Regions from separate parts of the Gossypium hirsutum genome. Here region 1 is linked to region 2. Evidence: chromatin contacts called from public Hi-C data. All regions are on one chromosome and are shown on one strand. The core of a region is the stretch at or near the end of the contact, and the rest is flanking DNA. Distances in the headings are between cores, read along the strand shown. Region 1 has its middle 14 kb from the start of LOC107928695. Region 2 holds the start of LOC107928688 (sulfiredoxin, chloroplastic/mitochondrial).

Region 1 (5,398 bases), core at 2,069-4,568, 38 kb after region 2:
TTTGCTATTCTCCACAATGTAATTTTTATTTTGGTAACATATAAATTCCAAAGCTTAGTGTAGAAAGATTTGGGAAGTGTATTTTGTAATGCTCTATCATAATTTAGAATGTCTGTATCCTCAGCCATAATCCACTTATACCCACTTTTCACTGTATATACCCCACTATTGTCACCTTGCCATACCTGTTCATATACTTGTACACTATTGGATAACGAAATTAGCAAGATCGTCTGCACATCATCTTTTTCAAACTGACTACGAACTATGTCTACTTTCCAGATACTCTCACTTGCATTGATTAGATATGATATTTTGTATAACCAGTATTAATTATTTTCACTTGTACCCTCCCTTGGCCAAGTATTGGAAACCAAACATCATTCCGGATGTTAATTTCAGTTCAATCCCTACTCCAGCAACATCCGTGAGCTTTAAGTACTCCTCTAGGTAAAAGAAGGGTAAAAACCCAAATTAGCCGTCATGAAGTCCCCATTTGGATAATGCTTTTCTTTCATCACTCTTGCTAACAAACTGTTTGGATTCGTGATTAACCTCCAACCCTGTTTTGCTAATAAAGCCATAATAAATTTGGCTAAATCCCTAAATCCCAATCCACCGTGTATCTTTGGCCTACATACTAGTTTTGATTGACACTAATGAATCCCTTTATTGGTATTAACATTACACCACCAAAATTTGCAAATTAAGTTCTCAAACTCACGATATATATAACTTGGTAATAAAAAACCAATGCATTGCATAGATCGGTATTGCCTGCAAAATGGACTTAATAAACACTTCTTTCCTTCAGTCGAGAGTTGTCTTGTACTCCAAGCCTCCATTCTCCTAAACAATTTCTCTTTAAGCCCTACAAAAGCATTTCTCTTCCGACATCCCACCATAGTTGGCAACCTAAGATATTTTGCAAGGTTGTTAGAAATCCTTACTCCAAGTAGCCTACCAATTTGATCTCGCATCTCAACCAACACATTTCCATTAAAATAAATAGGGGACTTATCAAAATTAACAAGTTAGACTAGCACCATTTCATACTCTTTCACAATCCTCTTAATTGCATTTACCTCTTCTTCATTTGCGTTGGCAAACATTATATGTTCATCTACAAAAAATAAGTGTGTTACCTCCAATTTGCTTCATCCCACCTTTGCCTCCTAAACAAACCATCATTCTTTGCTAAATTAAGAATAGGTATGGGCTTAACGAATCTCTTTATCTCAACCTCTTAGAAGGCTGAAACACCTCTTCTTGAACCCTATTGGGCACCACAAAATAAGAAACCAATGTAACACACCTCATTACCAAATTAATTCGCTCCATACAAAATCCCATCTGTGTCATCATTCTCTCTAGAAAAACTCATTTCACTCGATCATAAGCCTTAATCATGTCTGACTTTAGAGCAAAAGACCCTTTAGATTCCATATGCAATCAAAATATTATTTTTATTTTTTCTTCTCGACACAAAAGCACATTAGACTTCACCAATACAAACGTCTAACACACGTCAAAATCTATTGACCACCATTTTAGAGATTAACTTATATAGAATGTTATAAAGACTAATTGGGCGAAATTAAGTCATATTAGATGGCATATTACCTTTGGTATAAGAAGAATATTCGTATGATTAATCTTACCCAAATCTTCTCTATTATTCAAAACATCAATGCAAAATTTTGAAATATCCCTTTCAATGATACGCTAATACTTTTGATAAAAAAGAACCAAAAAAACATTCTCACCTGAAGCTTTCAATGGAGCCATACACTTAATTGCATTCAAGACTTCCTTAGCCTTGAACTCTACTATTAGATATTTATTCATGCTTTCCATAACACATTGTCGGACCCTCGTTAAAATGTGATCACAGTCCTATACCTCACTAGCCGTAAACAAATTCTTAAAGTAAGAGGTTGCCACTCCCATCACCCTCTTTTCATCTTTAACCCATTCTCCATTCCTATTGTACAAACCTTTGATAGTATTCCTCTTTTTTTTTATAAGAAGAAAAGCTATAAAAATAAGAGGTATTTTGATCCCCAAACCGAAGCCAATTCACTCTAGCTCATTGTTCCCAAAAAGCCTCCTCCTTATCAGCTTCCATATTTAGTGCTAGCTTGATCTTAGTCAACTTTCCCAGCGCTTCTTCATCAAATTTTCATTATTAAGTTCAATTAACCGATCATTCAACATGGACGTCGAACATTTCTTGTTCATTTTATTCATTTTCGCTCACCCACCAATTGCGGACCCAAGGTTGTCCAACTTCAACGGAACCTCCACACTACTTGTCTCCTACACCCTCTTTACTTCCTCCTAAAAATCTTCCTTCAAAACCCAATTTGCGTTAAACCAAAATTGAGGTTGCTTTGTCACCTACCTATTTTTTCTCATGTCATCGGTATCTACCACTATCTGGTAATGATCCAATATGGAGTGAGTAAGATGTTTAACGTAATAACTAGGAGAGATACGCTACCATTTTGGATTAGTCACTCCCTAATCCAACGTTTCCCTATATTATTCTTTATAAGACGACCTCTCTCCCATTTAAACCACTGACCAGAAAGACCTAAATCAACAAGCTAACAATCCTTTAATACCATCCGAAAAGCCAACATATTATTCTCATTTCAAACATGTCACCATCTATTCTCAAAAGAGAATATTATCTCACTAAAATCCCCTATAACTAACCACGACAATGAGTTATTACCATTTAACAGACGAATCAAATTCTACGACTCCTTTCGACACCTTTCATCGTATGCACCATAAAAACCATTCAGTCTCCTCAGAATCATCCCCTCACCCTCACATGTTTCTACATCAATGTGTGACTTCGAGTAGCTCATTAGTTGAACACTATAGTCCTTTGTCCAACCTAATGACAAACCTCCTCATGATCTGATGGCTTCAACCTTAATCCCATTCATAAACCTACATTTCTTTCTAAACCTTTCCATTCTCTTTGCACTTAACTTTGTCTCTATAAGAAACAAGAGATGGGGCTTGATATGTCTCAGCTTGATTTTTAGATGATTAACTGCCCATGGCTGTCGTAACCCACGAACATTCTAATTGATGGTCTTTATTGTACTCGACCAATTTGCTTAACAACGATCGTCGATATCTCAGAAGGAATTCCCAAATTCGTTGATTCAATATTACTAGAAACAACAAGATTTACTTATTTTTTTTTTTGCCTTTTCTTGCTGTCAACTACTTCAATTGGACTATCCTCCATATCCGAGCCCAAGTCCATCTGCCCATCTCTATCTAACCTAGATGTTGACCCAGACTTTTTAGCATATCTAAAACACTCATTATCAAATTGCAGCTATTCCCCAACTTTTGTATTCGGATAAAGTCCACTTTTCTCGCCCCTTATCTGATAAGACCAATGTGTTTGGATATCTCCAAATTTCTTCCCTTCTTTATCAACATTCACTTCTACTCCTGTCGGAACATTTCCATGGCTATTGCCCCTCAACCACTTACTGACCTTTGACGAGGCCCTCCTAGGCATTGCCCTTAATGAAATATCCCAACTGAGATCCACCTCTTGTGATTTTAATGTTAATCTAACCAAGCAAAAACCTTCACCATGCCCCAACTTCTCACATAGAAAACAAGATAGTGATAGTTTTTCATATTGAAAAACTCTTTCTCTTATCTTTGTGTCTCACTTGAGTTCCATAGAATATTTCGTCCATCAATTTAATCACTTATGGTTCTCGATCTATTGGATGAACCGCTTCTAATCTCATCACTATCAACAAATTCCAATTTAAAATAATTGGAAGAGTGGAACTTATTTAAAACAACTATCCCATAAAACAAAGGAAAAACAACTATTCCATAAAGGAAGAACATCATAAACACTAGACAAATTTACACTTTAAGCCAATACAATTTATGTTATTTAATTATATTAAAAACACTACAACTTTCTTTTATCTGCTCATAAAAATCATCACACGCAAAAGATATAGTATTTATTATATGTTTTATCTTCACGTGCAAGTCATGTGTTTTGAACTAGTTGCTAAAACAAGGTATCAATGGTGAATCTGGCCGTAGATTTCTATACAACTTGACGAATTTAGAATTGCCAAAAAATGTTCCAGAATCTATTAAGCATCAATAGGATGGCATAAATAATAATATGTTATTATTTAAAATATCATCATCAAAGTCAAAACTAAATAGGTTAAATTTTAAGTATTTTGATAAATTTTAAGATTTCGGCCTTCTACCTAAAAAGCTAGAAATTAAGTTCTTCAATTATTTTGACTTAAAATTTTCAGTTCAATCATTAAAATCACAAGTATTTTCAATCAAAAATTTTTAATTTAACATGTTAATTAAGTTGTCTTCATGTGACGTGTCATATGATTGATGACAAATAAATATGTTAAGTCAACAAAATCTAACAAAAGTCATCAATGATTAGATTAAGATTTTTTAAATTGAAAAATAAAAAGATTAGATTTTTTTACTCAAATTTTATAAAAGTACAAGGAGTAATATCATATTTTAAGGAATGAAATATGTCAAATTAGGGACTTGAGTGGCCTTTCTCTCATCTGCAGGCGGTGGTTGGGTTTTGACTTATATATGTACACATATTTAAAAAGTAAATAGCGCGTGTGGAAGATTGAATAGGAAGACCAAACATTTGATATATTCTATACAAAGTACTAAGGACAGGAACTTATATGATATAATATTATAATTTATAGTGATAGGAAAATTAATATAAAGCAAAGTTGGTTTTAAGTAACTAACAAAAATTATAAAATAAAAGGAAAACAAGGCAAAGTTTGGGGGAAGTAAGATGCAAGGAAATTGATCTTTTATTTCAACTAACTGTTTACTGATTCAAAGTTTGATATACCATTTGGTAAACAATTATTAATGTCGTTTTTTGAGTGGCTTGTTAGGTATGCTGAGACTGCTATAAAAACCGATCTAATTGCGGCTACTTCCTCATTATCGAATTATCAGCCCCTTGAAAGGTTAATGTACGGTACGTACCGTTTGGAAACATGAAGGTAAGTCGCAAAACGTGCAGCATGCAGGGGCAATCATGATATTTGTAATAAAGTTGATTTAATGGTTAATTTGTTGTGCAGCAAAAGATAGTTATTAAGATACAAACGAGGGGAGGACCCAAAGCGTGTCTTTTGGGGTGCATTTGGAGGAAGCTTGGTGATGAGGGAGAGGGGTTTCAGACCAAAGTAATGAAGAAAGTAGCTGAAACACATGGTTCTTTTTCTGATATTAAACTATCTACTATTTTTAAACTATGCATGTTCGTTTGTTGATGTTAATGTGCATGTATGTGTGTATAAATAGGTGTGATATCAGT
Region 2 (5,167 bases), core at 2,377-4,876:
AGACTACGCAGCTGAGCGTCCCTCTGCTAATCTTTGCGGAGGATATCTCAATGCAAGTGCTAGAAACACTAGTTGTGAACAAAATGCAAGGCGTAATTAATGTTGCTGTTGTCAAATGTCCTGGATTTGGGGAAGGAAAGAAAGCCCTGTTGCAGGACATTGCCCTTATGACAGGTTAAATTGCTTTCATATTGTCTTCATACAAATTAACTGATGATCAGTGATGGCTTCTAAAATCAAAATGTTTTGCATGTCTGCTTTATATAATTCCACTTCAGTTAAAATTTTAATCCAAGAAAGTCTTTTGTGTAAAAGGGCTGTTTCAACTCATCTGGGCGCAATGATGTGTTTTGCATGCTACCTTTTTCTTTTCATCATTATAATGTCTAATTTATATGTTGAATTCCCCTAAATCTCCCTGGTGCCTCATTTTATCATCTGAAATTATGAATGTTTCGTTTCATATGCTTGTGACGATTGTTTTATATACATTGCAATATGACAAGTGTTTCTTCATTGCTGCAATTAGTTTTATGTGCTGGCAAACTGATATAATTTCTGTGTCATTAGGAGCTGATTTTCTTTCTGGTGATTTCGGTATGATGCTTGCTGCTGCAACTTCTGATCAGCTTGGTGTTGCACGGAAAGTGACTATAACAAGCAATTCAACAACCATAGTTGCTGATCCTTCTACTAAAGCTGAAATCCAGGCAAGGATTATGCAGATAAAAAAGGATGTAGCAGAAACTGATAGTGCATACTTGTCAAGAAGGCTCTCAGAAAGAATTGCTAAACTCTCTGGTGGTGTGGCAGTCATTAAGGTTTGCAATCATGACACAGTGTATACTGAAATTGAAATGCATAACTCAATGTTTTACCATACCCACATCTTTTTCTGCTTCAAATTGTTAAATACTTTGCATCACAACTGTAGGTAGGAGCGCATACTGAGATGGAACTTGAAGACCGTAAACTAAGAATTGAAGATGCAAAGAATGCTGCATTTGCTGCCATGGATGAAGGGATAGTACCTGGTGGTGGTGCAACTTATATACACTTGTCAGAGCACATTCACACAATAAAGAATTTAATGGAAGACTCAGATGAACAGATTGGTGCTGATATTGTAGCAAAAGTATGTGACTCCTTGAGATAACTTTATTTTGGAGTCTACCGTCTATTTGTATGTATTGAGAAGTTATTGTCTATTGCTTTTTCATTATATTTTTGGTGTTATTAGATTGATTACTGGATTAAATTTTGAAATTTTTGTCTGGACTGCAGGCACTCCTTGCACCTTCAAAAGTAATTGCAACTAATGCAGGTGTTGACGGAGAAGTTGTAGTGGAGAAGACTAGAAAGCTCGATTGGAAAATTGGCTACAATGCAATGTCAGGAAGATATGAAGATCTAATCAACGCGGGAGTTATAGATCCTTGTCGAGTTTCAAGGTGTGCCTTACAAAGTGCTGTCTCTGTTGCTGGGGTAGTTCTAACCACTCAAGCTATAATGGTAGACAAAATAAAGACACCCAAGCCAGTTGTCCCTCTTGTCCCAGGAATTAGTCCTTGAATAAAAGGGAATAAAAGGGAGTAAAAGAAGATAGTGGTAGGTTAAAGCTGAAGAAGAAGCTAAAATCTGTATTTGCAATGGTTGAAACCAAGCTGTAAACTGGTTGGCTTGGTTCTCGAGAACCAAAATGGATTTTATCATGTGAGCCTCAAATACCACGGTATATGGGTGCCTACTGAATTGCTTCCTTGTAGCTGCTGTACATTGTATTTTTCCTGCATCCCCAGCAGCCAGCAGCTCAATTTATTTAGCTGTTTGTAAATTTTATCATAAAGTAATGTAAAAGAAACGTCCTGAAACGAGATGATTGTGAATGTTCATTCCATTGGCATTGTTGTTATTAAATGCATTGCATGGAACATGAAAAGCATGTGGTTTCCTTGGTCGCCTCTCTCATGCCATTTTTCGTTGTAATGTTTTTTGGTTTTACAGAGCTACGTTTCATTGTCTTAGTGTTAAAAACCATTTCCTGGTATTCAAAGGGTAAATTCAGTTCTTTTAATAGTATAGGCCTATGGACAATAGATTTAATATGATCGTTTGACACATTGCAGGAATGTTCTCTTTACTTCTTTCCACTGAAAGGCAATATTTGTGTATACACACACTGTATATGACTATCGTTTATCGCTTGCTGTGAAGTTGTTTGAAACATTTAACATACAAACTTGATTATAGGTTGAGAATAAACAACTTCCAACCAGCTAAGAAGTGCATAATGAAAGTTGTGAAATGCACTTTAAGAGCATATACTTCCATTCAACGAAGATGATGCCTGCAGAATGAAAGATCATGGTTTTTTAGGTAGAGATTGCAAGTAAAAACAGATTTGATTTTAAACAAAAAAGAACTGAGCAAAGTAGAACCTGAGAGTTTCTTTGGTTCCTCGTCGAACTTTGCAACGGATTGTTGGGAGCCCAAGGCGCTGGTGAGCTTCATACCGATGACAACCAGAGAAACCTGTACAATTATAATACATGTAAGTTCTACTCTCCGTGTAGAACTTTGAAACATATGAAATATTTGATATATAAAGTAGTATCCATGGGATATGTTCCCTTTTATCTCAGTCTTCTTCTATGGTCTTCGTTTTCTTTTGATGATTACTTCCAAAAGCAGCCAACAATCGAGTGGTTTAAAATTTAAGAAATTAAGTACATGAGCATTGGAGCACATACCATAGTAAACTCCATCAACTTCAAGCACATCGATCTGCAATTGCATATAATCAGCAAAAAACAAAAAAGACTTGGATTTCACCAAATAGTAGTTTAGTATTTACATGATAACAGCACACAAGTAATTAGAAAATAAGGAATTAAATTCATAAGGAAAATCCTATTATACATCTACGTACCATTGATGTAAACCAGATCCAGTATCTTATACTTTGTCCAGGTCAAAGTATCCTGGACCTTTGACTCTTATATACTGGGATTCAGACTGAGGTGCGTGTAAAAGGATACTTGGAAAATAGAATCAAGGTGATTATTCGTGATCAGGGAAGTATATGTCCTAGAATTGTTCTTTAAAGCATTCTAACCCATTGCATTTACGTACTGAAAGCAAACAAGAAACCAAAAAGAGAAAGGGTTACAGGCACTTGAAGTCCAATTTGTCGAATGCTGTCCATGAGTTCCTGGACTTTGTTAGGATCATTTGATCTGGTGCGCATTAGGGGTCTCCTAATCTTATCAAGTGGAAGCTCCAAGATCATTGGCCCCCCATTTTGTGAGCCACTACCCGGAGGAGCCCCTTTTTTCATTCAATTCCAACAAACAAGAACCAAATCAAATACTTGTGCAATTGTGAAATGCTCAATACTATTATGCCAACATCAGTAATCCCAAGGCTATTCCTTTCGAAAAGATATGATCTCATTAAAAATGTTGGAAAACAGAGAAAAGTTGAGTACCGTTTGACGAAGCATGAACGGAGAAGCTTCTCAAGTTGCCGGTGGGCAGTCGCAGAACAAAGCTGGCCATTGTTTTTTAGCCTCTCAGTCTCAGTTGTAGGTGTTGCCTTGTTGAAATGCCTTTTAGTCTTTTACCCATCCCAGCAAGAGACCTAGAATTTAATCAGAGCCACACAAAAATGTCCAAAAAAAAATCAGAACCACACCAACTTGTTAAGCTTCCATTATTGGAGTGGCCCAAAAACATTGAATAGCCCAGATCAGGCCTATCATCAGAACCAACCCCAGTTAGCGATTACTTTTTTTAGTTCACTTTCACAGTTTTCCCTTTTTAGTAAAAAACACCTGGGAGAAGCAGAAAATGATATTAGCCCAAAAATCTATGGCTGCTTTCACCTCTTTCTCTTTTCTTCGGTACTCTTTTATCTGTTTATATTTTGTTAATGTTAAGGACAGATTGATAAAGTATTGATTCTGGGTATTTGATTTGGACAGTAATTATGCAGCGACTGGAAGGATTGTTGCAATTGTGAGAGCCTCACCACGACTCTCTTCTTCTCCCACCTCCATCAATTTTCTAACACCAAATCACTCACGCAGGTATTTTTCTTTTCTTTTTAGTTGGCTGATCAATGAAATGGGGGTAAAGAGAAGGTTTAATTAGGTTCTAATTGTAGTTTTTTTGGTAGTCCAGCCAGCCAGAGAAGTGAAGAAAAGCTGTACAGATTATATGTTGAATTTTTATTGGCCTTTCTTGATACCTTCGAATCACTCTTTGTAGATATCTATGTCGTGCTAGTGCTACACATGATGAAGAGGCTGCGGCAAAGGCAGCTGCAATCAATGCTGATAATGGAGCTCCAACCATGTATGTATCATCCTTAACACCCTGCTTTGAATTCACATTCCAGTTCTAGCCCGGAATTTGTTATGTATTATGTCGTTGGACCTATATCCGTTTGGAATTTCATCTCCCTCTTAATAAGAGTTTCAGGAAAAAAAAATCATAACTTTGGGAATAACTTGAGTTTTAAGCAAGCCATTTGTAATTTTGAATTGCTAAAATTTAGACAGAATTGGTTCTGCTGATAACTTCTCTATGAAATATTGAAGAACCGGGTCACATTGATTCTGCTGTTTATAATTATACTGGTTGTTGATTCTTTTTTCCCTTCTCATTCAGATTTGACAAGATCATAGCTAAGGAAATTCCTTCAACCATCGTGTATGAAGATGATAAAGTCTTAGCATTCAAAGACATCAGTCCGCAGGCTCCTGTTCATGTTTTGGTGATTCCAAAGTTTAGGGATGGGTTGACACAGCTTGGAAAGGTGTGTTCTAGGCCTGTTATCTATCTAATTTGTTTTATTTCTGTTGTATAACTTGGCTGGACTGAATGTGAATTTTGCTGTTTTAATTGATTAAGTTTACCTTCGCAATCATATATACAAAAAAAAAAGTTCACCGTTTTCTGCATTTTAACCACGTGTAAATGATTCGGATGAACTTAGAGAAGAACTATCTGCGTACCTGATCCATAAACCTTGCTTCGGTTTTTCTTGAAGCAGTTTCCCTAGATGGAATACTGACCTGGTTTAAATTTCTGGTTACAATTTGTCAGGCTGAACAAAGGCATGGAGAGATACTGGGTCAACTTCTTTATGCTGCTAGAATTGTTGC

The links. A called contact is a pair of places that touch in the nucleus more often than the background predicts.
Region 1: a contact with region 2 is called in a Hi-C map of leaf, with 1.9 times the contacts expected there. The contact joins the enhancer-like site here to the promoter of LOC107928688 in region 2. A contact is called at or near these places in 5 of 34 Hi-C or Micro-C datasets (callus, fibers, hypocotyl and 2 more).

What each region holds. Positions count from the first base shown.
Region 1 is chrA12:9,039,928-9,045,325 of Gossypium_hirsutum_v2.1, forward strand. No RefSeq gene overlaps it. Among protein-coding and RNA genes, the nearest start is that of LOC107928695, 14 kb to the left of the region's middle. Within about 2 kb of position 3,319, at least 2 of the 9 cell types and tissues checked have an H3K27ac peak or open chromatin away from gene starts, as enhancers often do. A contact at or near this core is called in leaf, where this site is marked.
Region 2 is chrA12:9,001,455-9,006,621 of Gossypium_hirsutum_v2.1, forward strand. It overlaps LOC107928688 (sulfiredoxin, chloroplastic/mitochondrial), which reads right to left and starts at 3,627. Exons shown (of 5, transcript XM_016859942.2): 1 at 3,488-3,627; 2 at 3,170-3,327; 3 at 2,751-2,784; 4 at 2,439-2,532; 5 at 2,121-2,347. The coding sequence starts at 3,557. The coding sequence ends at 2,332. LOC107928675 (14 kDa zinc-binding protein) reads left to right here and starts at 3,590. Exons shown (of 6, transcript XM_016859932.2): 1 at 3,590-3,901; 2 at 3,983-4,087; 3 at 4,269-4,355; 4 at 4,671-4,818; 5 at 5,109-5,167. The coding sequence starts at 3,849. LOC107928659 (chaperonin 60 subunit alpha 2, chloroplastic) reads left to right here. Exons shown (of 9, transcript XM_016859919.2): 6 at 1-174; 7 at 571-821; 8 at 935-1,135; 9 at 1,285-1,886. The coding sequence ends at 1,572.